Regions from separate parts of the Sus scrofa genome. Here region 1 is linked to region 2. Evidence: chromatin contacts called from public promoter capture Hi-C data. All regions are on one chromosome and are shown on one strand. Each heading gives the region's core, a stretch centred on a gene start, on an enhancer-like site or on the middle of the called end of the contact. The rest is flanking DNA. Distances are from core to core; before and after follow the strand shown.

Evidence for each region. Promoter capture Hi-C pulls out the DNA fragments that hold promoters and counts their contacts.
Region 1: a contact with region 2 is called in a promoter capture Hi-C map of liver, with 4 times the contacts expected there. The contact joins the promoter of SKA1 here to the promoter of MYO5B in region 2. A contact is called at or near these places in 1 of 5 promoter capture datasets (liver) and 2 of 47 Hi-C or Micro-C datasets (embryonic fibroblasts and skeletal muscle).

What each region holds. Positions count from the first base shown.
Region 1 is chr1:99,971,962-99,978,416 of Sscrofa11.1, forward strand. It overlaps SKA1 (spindle and kinetochore-associated protein 1), which reads left to right and starts at 4,393. Exons shown (of 7, transcript XM_005654425.3): 1 at 4,393-4,582; 2 at 5,638-5,736. The coding sequence starts at 5,649.
Region 2 is chr1:99,808,558-99,814,772 of Sscrofa11.1, forward strand. It overlaps MYO5B (unconventional myosin-Vb), which reads right to left and starts at 2,377. Exons shown (of 39, transcript XM_021093027.1): 1 at 2,305-2,377. The coding sequence starts at 2,352.

The DNA.
Region 1 (6,455 bases), core at 3,143-5,642, 170 kb after region 2:
ATACAGTGACATCAAAATGTGCATGATTCCTGAGCTGTGGATGGCAGAGGGTTGAGCTTTGCTGCTCTGGGTATCAGCGTGCCACAAGCACATGTGGGCTGGCATGACTGTGCTGTGCCCCGTGAGTACTGCTGGGGAGCCCTCCTCTGCAGCCCAGACTCCAGAGCAACCTCAGCGTCTCTCACACATCAACAGCAACTGTGCTGTTCTTGGGTTTGCTCCCTCTCCCTCAATAGTATTACGATGCATGGTGAGAGATTCCTGACGTAATTTGACCACTGTCTAGATGATCTGGGAAGTTTATCTAGAGATTTCAGGGACACAGTAAATCCTAGGAATGTTCAGGTGATTAAATCTTTGATGTAGAGATTGAAAATCTTGCAGTCGATTTAAGCATCTCTGATATGCATGAGTTATTATTAATTTAGCTTAATATAAGGCTTACACAAGATTTCCAAATACTTGTTGTATAAAATGTACTTCAGGATGTTCAGTTGCATCTATGCAGAGAGAAGTTTTCCAAAACATGGAAATTACTTCGTCATAGGCATTGGACACATAATGACCATTAAGAAAATGAAATTGTAACTTAATTTTCCTAGTTATTGCTAAGTTTTTCATGAACACATTGATAGAAATGATGCCCAAACTGTCTTTTCTGGCTTTCCTGTGATCTGTTACTAGATACTCCATTGGCAGGCTCTTCCACAATTAATTGATTCCAGAAAATTTGGCAAGTTTTCGTCTTTTCTGTTTTAAGATATCGACAATTGACCACTTTGTAAATATCAATATAACACCAATCTTTTTTTTTTTTTTTTTTTTTGTCTTTTTTTTGTCTTTTTTCTAGGGCCACTCCCTCGGCACATGGAGGTTCCCAGGCTAGGGGTCTAATTGGAGCTGTAGCCACCGGCCTACACCACAGCCACAGCAACTTGGGATCCGAGCCAAGTCTGTGACCTACACCACAGCTCACGGCAACACCGGATCATCGGCCCACTGAGCAAGGCCAGGGATCAAACCCGCAACCTCATGGTTCCTAGTCAGATTTGTTAACCACTGTGCCATGACGGGAACTCCGTAACACCAATCTTTTAAGTGTTTTAAATGCTTTGAGAAAAGTATCTATCAAATAAAAGATACAGCTTGTTAACTTATTACAGTACTTGATTTCAAATATTTATGTATAAACATTGACAGCTGTTTTAAGAAATATTTTACCAAATTCACAAAATATGTCAATACATGAATGCCATAATTTGTGCGTCCTGGCTGCTTTTCACTTGCTCCTCAGGAATCCACTCTCCATTGAGCCAGATTTATACTTTTCAAGGGCTCCTGGGCCTTCTGGCTTCAAAATGGATGTGGCCAATGGGAGTAGGAAGATGTAGGTTTGAGGAGAATGGAGGTATTTATTCTCTCGGCTTCCTTCCTGCTCTGACCCTAACCAGAGGCCACAGCTCCTGCCAGGTGGCCCCTCCCACAGAGCTGCATCCCTAGGCTCCCATGACCATAAGTTTTTGAGCTTAGAGATAATAACTGCACCCTGAGGTCATGAACCCTGAGGAAACTCACCATCACGTGTTCCCTTCACAATCAGCCTACACACTGCAGGTAGCCCTTTTATTAAATTCCCCAATTATCCAGTTTGAGTTTTCCTTCTGATTCTTGCTGGAATCTTGAATGATACAGTATGGTTATTCTTTTCCTTGGTGTGAACTAAGCATATGGCAAAAAAAAAAAAAAAAAAAAAGTGCTAAAACACCATGTCTAATTGGAAAAACTGGAGATATTGTGTCTTACAAATCTGCTCTATTAATACCTCTCTTCTTTTTCATTCCTGTCCTGGTCTCTCCCCCTCACTAGGCAGCCAGTTCTCTTATCTTACCTCCTTTTTCTTTTTTCCCACATCACAGCATGTGGAATTTCCCAGGCCAGGGATGGAATCCTAGCCATAGCTGCGATCTATGCTGCAACTGTGGCAACTCTGGATCCTTAAAACCCACTGTGAAAGGCTGGAGACTGAATGTACACCTCTGAAGAGACAACCATAGGGGAAAGGCTGCCTGAGGATGGAAGCAACACAGAAAACACATAACTGAGAGATGGAGATGGCTTTCTTAACAGTGTGTTTGAGTACCTGGGTTCAGCTATAACCAAACACACACACACACACACACACACACACACACACACACACACAATTATACAGTTTTATAAGCCAAATAGTCTTTTTTTTTTTCTTGCTTAAATCAGTTTGGATTGAATTTCTGTCATTGCAACTCAAGGAGTCCTGCCAAGTAAACCAGTTCCAGAAAGAAGTAGCAGTGTGATCCAATTGCTCAATTCATATTTTTTCTCCATTTCCCCACCTCTCCTCTTGTATTCAGTGCCTTTATACTTTCTTCTCCCTACTTATTTTCTCCTGGGAGATAAGCTGATAATGTTTGTCCTGGATGCTGCAGGGTGAATTTCTGTTACATTGTTTTTCATAGAATATTGACATTTTAAGCCTGACATTTAGTCCTACAATGAAAGGCTTTGTGTTGAGATTGAAAGAGATTTAAAAAATGTATCAACCAAATAACAATGTGTAAATCTTGTTTGGATTCTAATTCAAACAAACCAACAGTTTTTAAAATAAACAACTTTAAAAAAGTTTCTATCTTTAGGAGGTAGATATGGGAAGGTTTTTGGATGAAAAGATAAAATGTTTGAGGGTATTCCCTGGTGGCCTAGTGGTTAAGGATCTGGGGTTGCCGCTGCTGTGGCTCAGGTCACTGCAGTGGCACAGATTGGATCCCTGGCCCGGGAACTTCCCCATGCCTTGGGTGAGGCCAAAAAACAAAGAACAACAAAACAAAAAAGAACAGAAAAGAAAAAAGTATGCTGTTTGAGATTTGCTTCAAGATACTCCAGTATGCAAGGGGTGTGATGAGAGGAGGAATAGATGAAACAACATTGTGATAAATTAACAATGGTTAAAGCTGGATGATGAGTTGAGGAGGGGGTTCTTTGGACAATTCTAACACCAAATGTTTGAAATTTTCCATAATAAAAGAGGTTTGTTTGTTTTTGGCAGCCCTGCAACTTATGGAGTTTCCAGGGTTAGGGCCACAACTGCTGCAACTCCAGATCCTTAACCTCCTGTGCCTGGTGCCCTTCAAGGTGCAGGTCCGAAACTAGCGCTTCCAGCGATCCGTTGCGCCACAGGAGAACTCTCATAATAAGAAACGTAAAAACAAGGAGAAATGGCCAAGGGAGCTATTCACCTATGCTCTCTCATTCTCCCTTTCCAAAAGAACTCCTATGTTGTTGAGGATGCAATGTAACTGTCCAGATCCAAAAAAAGTTTAATCATTTTTTTTTCTAGTCTCACTTGCAAATGTGAGTGACCAGTAGAAAGCGGAAAGAAGCCGTTGGGTGTGGTTTCCAAGAAAATTCTTTAAAGTTGCTGTTTCAGGTAGTAAGTGAGCCTGTTTGTTACCATTGCCTCTTAAAGAACTGAGAAAGGGAGTTCCCATCGTGGCGCAGTGGTTAACGAATCCGACTAGGAAGCATGAGGTTGCTGTTCGATCCCTGCCCTTGCTCAGTGGGTTAACCATCCGGCGTTTCCGTGAGCTGTGGTGTAGGTCGCAGACGTGGCTCTGGCGTAGGCTGGCAGCTACAGCTCCGATTAGACCCCTAGCCTGGGAACCTCCATCTGCCTCAGGAGTGGCCCAAGAAAAGACAAAAAACAAAACAAAACAAAAAAAACTGAGAAAGGAACTGGCAATTATCTTGCACCACAAGCAACCATAACGCCAGAATGCGTGATGTCAGGGACCGTGGCGCCTAAAGAAGGAAGGATCCTGGATCCTTGATGATGGTGGAACTGCCACACCAGGCCTGGGATGATTTCCCCTTTTTTTCAACAGGGAGAACTAAACTTTTTTCTCGTTTTAAATTTGCATTCGCCCTTACGGAAGCTGTAAACTCCACGAAGGCAGAGAGTCTCTCTGCCTTATAGCTCACAAACTTGGCTGCTTTTTGGAATTAGCTGGGGTTTTTGTTTGTTTGTTTTTAATATTAAGGTTTGGACCCCACTAACAGAGTGAATTCACTGATTTGGGGTACGGCTTAGGCACTGGAATTTGTAAAAACTGCCCCGGTGATTCTAACTTGCAGCCAATTTGGAGACCCGCTGTTTCAGCTCGCGATTTGATTCCCACAACGACTGACTCCTGGCTGGAGCAAGGTCAGGAGTGGGTGATCAACTGAGATCACCTGCTACCGCACGGAGTAGGAAGGGCAGGCGTCCTAGCTCTGTTTCTCGCCAAAGCGGACTCAGCTGAGCTTTTGCCCGCTTCGCCCCCGCCGCCGCCCAGCTTTGGCCCAGGATAAACACGGAAATGCTTGGCGCGCCTCAGCTCGCTGTCCGAGAGCCCTGAAGTGCGCTTGCGCGACTCCGGGTCCCGGCGGGTAGTTTGAATTTCGCTCCGGGAGTTGAGTCTCGCGATTCTGGACTTCCGGCCGAGACTGGAGTGGTCTACACGCTTCGCGACCGCTGTAGGTGGGCTCTTCGCTGCGGGACCCGCGCTAGGTTGGAGCCTAGAGTTGAAGATCTTGCCCTCGGAAAGCGGGCGGAAGGCATTGTTCGGACGGAGGGGGGGGCGCGCGGGGCCGGACCGGGTTGGGCGGAGGAGCAGAGCTTCACTTTACCTCGCTGGGTGAGCTGGGGGGGATGCTGCAGACTTGTCAGCTATCCTCGGAGTGAGCGGATAGATAGTACCTGATTTCTTTCCTTCCCCTCCCTCGTCTCTTTACCCTAAATAGTAAAGTTCCCACCCCCACAGCATAGCAGAAATGTTTACTTGGACCTGTTTCTTTGAACTTAGAATTCTTTAAGATTTTTATGTATTTTGAGTTTTTACAGAAAACATTAAAAAAAATAAATTACCAATACTTTATATATACATAGTGCATTTGTTCCTCTAAATCCTTAAGGAAATGATGCACGCTTATCGCCTGGACCCCGATTTGTAGGACATTAACTACAGAAGGTTCTAGGACAAGTCAATACTGGACTTTGGTTAGAAACTGAATTTTATAGAATTGAAAGAAATTGCTGTTGGACTTCCCGTGTGGCTCACAACAAAGAAATTGCTGTTGAGTTTTTGTACTTTCTCCCCCCAACCCCCCTTTTTTGGCCGCTCCAGTGTCATATGGAATTTCCTGGGCCAGGGATCCACTCAGCCGCAGCTGGATCCTTAACTCACTGCACCACATCAGGAATTCCTATATTCTTTCCGAGAAGTATCTTACTGGATATTTACCATTCTTGGAGTTTCTCTCTCTCTCTCTCTCTTTTTTTTTTTGGTCTTTTTAGGGCCGTACCCACAGCATATGGAGGTTCCCATGCTAGGGGTCTAATGGGAGCTACAGCTGCCGGGCTTCACCACAGCCCAAGCAACGCGGGATCTTCAACCCACTGAGCAGTGCCAGGGATCATACCTGAACCTCATGGTTCCTAGTCGGATTCGTTTCTACTGCGCCACAAAGGGAACTCCCATTCTTGGATTTTTTTGAAAGTGAACTGAAATTTGTCTGGCTTTTTTTTTTTTTTTTTTTTTTAATAAATATGTTTTTTTTCTTCAGCGGCTTAAAGGATGGCCTTGTCAGATCTGGAACAACTGTGCTCACATATTAATGAAAAAATTGGCAATATTAAAAAAACTCTGTCGTTAAGAAATTGTGGTAAGTAAAACAGATTCCACTGGCTTTGTACATAATAAATGCATTTTGATTATTGTGCCACTTTGAGTGATATACCTGATATGTTAGGTGATTTTAAGTTTCTAATAATGATTTTTAAAACACTCCAGCATTGGTATTGTGAATATTACAGTGGATACTAAAATGCAGGTTCCATTGAACAGTGAATTTTCTATTAATTACATTTATTTACTTAATGCTTTTCTGAGACACACACAAGGCAGAATAGTAAGATTTGAAGGTTCTGTAGCATTTTTCTAGTTCTGGAGGCAAATAGAGCTACTAAAAGGCAAAGAAAATCAAAAGTAGGAAAGACCCACAGAGGTAGAATTAGCCCATAGCCCATCTTACAGCCTGCTTTGGAGGAAACTTAGCAATTTATATCCCTAAGAAATAACTAAATGAAAATGAAATCAGTTTTTTACACATCCAGAAATCTGGAGGTTGTAACCATATCCCAAAATATTTTGAAGAGCTGAAAGTGGATAAGGTCATGGAAGTGCAGAAAAATAGAGGATCCACAAGTTGACGTCATGGCTCGGCAGAGGCAAATCTGACTAGGATCCATGAGGACGCAGGTTCGATCCCTGGCCTTGCTCAGTGGGTTAAGAATCCAGTGTTGCCAAGGGCTATGGTGTAGATAGCAGACATGGCTCAGATCTGGTACTGCTGTGGCTGTGGCATAGGTCGGTGGCTGCAGC
Region 2 (6,215 bases), core at 1,127-3,626:
GGCCAGGGGCCTTGGTCCTTTGGATCACACACACACCCCAAGCGTACACCACGCACCCCTCTGCATGCAGAAAGGTGGGTGCGAGGCACTGTCAAATGTGTCCCGGCCACAGAGAAGATAAGCCTGCAGCCTAGGTGTCACAACAGGCAAAACTTTTTTTATTTTTTATTTTTTGAGAGGGGAGGGGTTCGTACTGAAAGGCCTCTGCCCCTCTCACACCCCCACTCCCACCCCTCACCCCGCGCCAAGTTGAAACCCGAAGGGGTCCAGACGACTGCCGCTCCGCGGAGGGCGCTCAGGAAGCGGTGGCTGGCCTCTAACTTTAATCAAAGCAACTGCTGCGGAACCGGGGCTTCTCCGCCCGGCCGCACCTGTTCCCGACTCTTGAGGACCAAACCCCACACACATCCATTCTGACCTTGAGAGCATCGTGTAAATCCACACTCCACCCCCGCGTCAGCATTACTCCGATTCCTTCCCCGAAATGACTGAAGCCCACCAAGTGCCCCCCGCCGAGCGCCCGCTTCAAAATGCCCATCCTTGGCACAGTGAGAATGCACCTCCCCGGGAACTCCCTGGAGCATCCTCCACCCACCGCTTACCCACCCACCCCAGCCGCCGCGCCTCTCACACCAGGTTGGGTCCCCCCTCTCCCCACTCCCAAATGTAGGAACACCCCCCAAGTTGAGGGATCCCCCTTAATGGCACGCGAGGGTCGCCCTTGGGAGCCCACGATGCAGAGCCCCGATGTGGGGTCCACGAGCAGGGGAGCACCGTGGGGGGCTGTGCTAGTGCCGGAGGCTCCGAACTGGTGGGGTCGCTCCTAAGGTATCGGGACCTCGACCGGACTGAGCTGGGGCGAGAACAGCAACCGCACCGAGTCAGGGAGCCTGCCAGGGGTGGGAGCCGCGGGCGGTCAGCGCGGGGCGCTCCCGGAACAGCCAAACTTTCTCTGCCTCCCGAAGTTCGGGGCGCGGAGGCGGCGGCGAGGGGGCAGGCTGAGAGGCGTCCACCGCCGCCCCTACCCGCCGAGCCGCAGGAGAAGGCGCCCCCGAGGACCGCCCTCCCCTCAGCCCTCACCTGTGCCCCGGGCCCGAGGCGGCCCGCACTCACCTGGCTGTAGAGCTCACTGACCGACATGACCCCGCAGGCCGGGCCGGGCCCGGGCTCGAGCTCGGTGCCTGGCGGGCTGCCCTCGCTCGTGCCCCAATGGGGGGCGGGTCCGGCTCTTCGCGGCCCCAGCGGCTCTCAGTCCATGGCCGGCCCTCCTGGCGCCATCTTCCTGGGCTGTTCGAGAGTTTCTCGGTTCTTTCCCCTTTTCTCCAACCTGCCCCGCCGGCTTCCTGGAGGCGCCGCAGCCGGCTCGCTCTCTGCCGGCGCGACCTTTACTCCCGCGGCAGTGGCGGCGCAGCGGCGGCCGGGCAGGAGTGGCGACCGGGCGGGCGGGGGAGGAGGCCGCGCAGCGCCGCTCCCGGCTCAGGTATGGGAGGCGGCGCGGGCGAGGGGGGCGGCCGAGAAGGGAGAGGGCGGGCGCGCGTCCGAGCGGGCGGCGGACGCACTGCCGCCGCCGCCTTTGAGCCCTGCCCGGGCCGAACCCGCCGCGCCCTCTCGCGCCCCCGCCGCAGAGGGGTCCTCCTGGCCGGGGGCGGGGCCGCGCAAGGAGCCGGCGCCGACTGCCCCCTGCTGGACGCCCGGCGCGCTCCGGACAGGTGCGCTCCGGGTCCGGGCACCTGCGGTGGGCGGGGATCCGGTGCAGATCAGAAAAAAAAGAGGTGGAAGTATCCGAGAAGGGAGAAGAGGAATAAAAAGGAGAAATGCTTGCAGCTGAAAGACTCCATACATTTTCCTCTGGATTTACGGGGCTACATTCAATACCTGCATCATTAAAAATCGTTATGTCGTAGATTAGGGTGATTTGGATATACCAAAGATTGTCTCCGCCAAACTGAGCTGCCTGCGCTGAAATCCTGATCGGAAAGGTGGGAGCTGAAGTCTTCTCCACTTTGACAGTTTCACCCACAGCTTGCGGCTAGGCTCCCTACCCCCATCAGAAAATTGTTTGCTTTTCTGGGAAGTCTCACATTTTCTCCGCTCTCTCTCACACGCACTCTCAGTCCCTCTGCCGCTGCCTACCTGATTTACTTTTGTCGGTTCTGCCAGTGACATTGGCAGCGCCACTCCCTCTTCTGCTTGCAACATAAAGTAGAAATTTCAGCCAAAGAGGAAATTAATTGGCAGGAGGCAGTAAAGGGAGCGCAGGAGCTGTAGGAAGAAACATTTGGTCTTTTGAGGTGGCATTTGTACCTGAATGAGTGATGGCCCCTGAGAGTGGCTCTCAACCAAAGCATCCATCTATGTCGCTGGAACAATTGTTCTAGAGCCCCGCTCCCTGAAAGGTGATTCTTAAACTCATCCCATTTAAGACCCTCCCACTTGGAAGACAGGATCTCCATTTAATCCACCTGCAGCCCTTCTCGACTATGCTTCCTCAGTAAGAATCACCTGAGGAGCTTTAAAGCCCTTCCAAGGAAGGGGTTCCCCACCCTGAGGAACTCGGATTCATTGAAGGGTGAGACCCAAGCATCTGAAGTTTTAAGTTCCTCCATAATTCTAAAGGATTTTATTTCCAGGGTTGATAAAGGAAGTGAACAAAGCTTGGGCAACTCTTCTTGGATCTGAAAGGAAGCTCTTCATAACATTGGGAAGAACAAAAAGGAAATGATTCCATCATTTCTCTCTCCCTCAAAAATCTGTCTACATAGTTTCCTTCCCCTTATTCCTTCCCCGTATCCTGATAGTTATGAAAGTGTGACAGCCCCACCCCACCCCGCCCCACCACCCAGGACCATCAGCATCACCTGGGAACTTTTTAGAAATACAACATATGGGGCCTCATCACAGACCTTCCCATCAGAAAGGCGGGGTGTGGGGCTTGGCATCCTGTGTCCTCACCCCTGCCACAGATTCTTTCCTCTCGGGCTAGGAAGGCCCAATCCCCACCTTTGCTCCATATGTCCTTGCCTGCTCCACCACCATGCTCCATCCGTGGTCCCATCTCTCCACTAGCTCTTGACTTTTCCTCTGTTCTCCTTTTCTACTAAAGTTCTTGAAGTGGTAGTTTCTACTGCTGGCTCCACTTACCCACACCCAGTCCCTCTGTAATTCACTGTTTTTCAACATTTTCTGCATGAGAATCACTTTTACGAAAGCAAATGCTTGGCTCCCACTCCCAGAAATTCTGATTTAACTTGTCTTGGATGCTGCCTGGGCAAAGGGGTTTTTAAGAGTTCCTAAATGATTCTAATGACAGCCAAGGTGAAGAGCTGCTGCTTTAATACCCTCCAAAATGGTTTCCTCTCAGCTCCATCCTATTGAAATTGCCATCTCCCTCTGAAGCACGGGCTGGTAACTGGTTCTCCCCATGTTGTTAAACCACCTCCTCCCCTAGCCTCTGTCGTTCTTCTTCTCTTGTTTTCCCAGCCTCACTAACCACACCTTCTGCTTTCTCTTCCTGGTTCCTGAATAAAGCTGTGGCCCATTTCCCAGATCTCACATTTCTTCTCAGGCACACCCCCATTTCATCTCTTACTGCAATATTAACTCTCAAATCCAATTCTAACCTTTAGACCCACTTTTCCACCTGCCAGATAGGCAATGCTAGCAATCCTGCCAGGCCCTTGGACCAACCTGAGGTTCATGTCACCCTCCTTTCTCCCCACCCCCAACCCAGTTCCAACTTTCTGGCTTCCATCATACCTGGCACAAATCAAAAGCTGAATTCATGCTGACTGAACTGAATCACATCCCTGAGGAGAATACTATTCTTGGCCAGAGCTTTGTGGATTTCTAATCCCCAAATCAGATATGGGCTTTCCCTCCTTTGAATAATAATAAAGACATTTGAAAACTTACTTTGTGCCAGGAAACTTGCCAAGTCCTTTGCTTTTGTGATCTTGTCTCAGAGCAACGCTATAAAGGAGGTCCATACATTAATTCTGTTTCACAGATGAGCAAAGTGAGGCTGGGGGTGGGGGGGGAGTGGGGATGGAAGAGACATTCTAGGTCAGAGAGCCAGTATTCAACCCAACTCTATCTCACTCTAAAGTCTAAGCATGTGCCGGGGTATCAGGATGAAGGGGACGCCAGGGGATGCTAATCCAGTTGATCCACTGTGGACCATGAGTCTTCATGGTTAGTAAGTACCCCAGGTGGTATAAGGCTCATACTTTTCACTGCTCTGTGCTCCATGCCTTCTCAAAGTAAAGAGAAGATATCCACTGGGAGTTCTTTGGTCTTCCTCCTGACAGGTGGGGTTTCCATCACATACTAAGGGGAAGAACTTTGAACTTCCAGAGCACTCACCTTCACCTCTCTTGAGAACGTCCCCTTTACCACACCCTGTATTATGTGTGTCCTAATATCTCTTGCTCCCCTCACCTCTAGGCTCTAAGGACTTTGAAGGCAGGAACCATACCTGACCCCTATTTGTACCCTCTGTACTTTCTAGCACAATGCCTTGCACAAAATAGAACTCAAAAAATTGTAGGTGAATTGTGCATGGGCAGGACCTAGTTATTTTCTTCTAACAAATAAAATATAGCAAAGGTGATAGGAGATCACACCCATGATTAAGTTATAAGACTGTGCCCTTTGTCTTGCTTGAATTCTCTTACATGCTTGCTCTGGTGAAGCAAGCTGTCATATCCCTGAGCCGCCCTTCAGAGAGACCCCTGTGGTAAGTAAGGGTGGCCTCAGACCAACAACCCTCAACAATTTGAATTCTCCCAATAGTGAAGTTAGTAAGACTGGAAGCAGATTCTGGACTAGTCAAGCCTTCAGACTCAACTTGAAGACCATAGCCCCAAATGACAGTTTGACTGCAGCCACATAATACACCCTAAAGCAGAGGATCCAGAAAAGCTGCATCTTTTTTTTTTTTTTAAACAGTCACACCTGTGGCAAATGGAATTTCCCAGACCAGGGGTGGAATTGGAGTTGCAGCTGCAGCCTATGCCACAGCCATGACAACACCAGATCTGAGCTTCATCTGCCACCTATGCTTGAGGCAACACCAGATTCTTAATCCACTGAGCGAGGCCAGGGATGGAACCCACATTCTCACAGAGACAACATCAGGTCCTTAACCTACTGAGCCACTGTGGGAACTCCAAGAAAAGCTGGGTCTTAATTGGACTGTAAGACAATAAAGTCTGTGACCCATAGAAACTGTGAGCTAATACATGTGTGTTGTTTGAAGCCACTAAGTTTTGGAGTAATTTGTTATGCAGCAATAGATGACTAATATAATTACCTACCAAAAAAATGTACTGTGATGATTGGCTCACTGATAAGAACTCCATCCTAGCAATTTCTCTCCTCCTCTTCGCAGTAGATTGGTTTCCCAAATGCTCCTAAGGCTGCATCTTCAAACTGGGTTTTGTGGCCCCTAGAGTATGCCAAGACTTTTTCAAGTTGTTAGTCTGTAGTTTGTTTTAAGAAAATTGACTTGCACATCCTAAATCTCCAAATCTACTGGCAAATCTAAACACTACTTTGCCAAACAAACAAACAAACAGGCCTACAGTTGGAGACTCATTCTCAGATGGCCCTTCAGTCTTGTTACCTCACTTTGCAGAAGAAGGTGCCTTCTCAAACCCTCCTGAATAGGAGGATGATGCTTTCCTTGGGAAGCAAAAGCAAAACAAACAAAAAGACAGAGATTCTGGTGTTGAGAGTGAGTGACTCTGATGAAGGGGCCACACATTCTGTGCAGATCAGGTAGTTTTCAATTCTGTTATCAACACAGTGAAGGAGGACCTAAGCCAGTGGTCAGCTGACACTTTATTAAGAATAATCTTTAGGAGTTCCCGTCGTGGCGCAGTGGTTAACGAATCCGACTGGGAACCATGTGGTTGCAGGTTCGGTCCCTGCCCTTGCTCAGTGGGTTAACGATCCGGCGTTGCCGTGAGCTGTGGTGTAGGTTGCAGACGCGGCTCGGATCCCACGTTGCTGTGGCTCTGGTGTAGGCCGGTGGCTACAGCTCCGATTCGACCCCTAGCCTGGGAACCTTCATATGCCACAGGAGTGGCCCAAGAAATAGCAAAAAGCCAAAAAAAAAAAAAAAGAATAATCTTTAGGTGGATTACCATGTGATTCTTGGAAATTTAGAAGGAATTCAAAGATTTGAGGGACACTGTTATAACAAAACTTCCTTT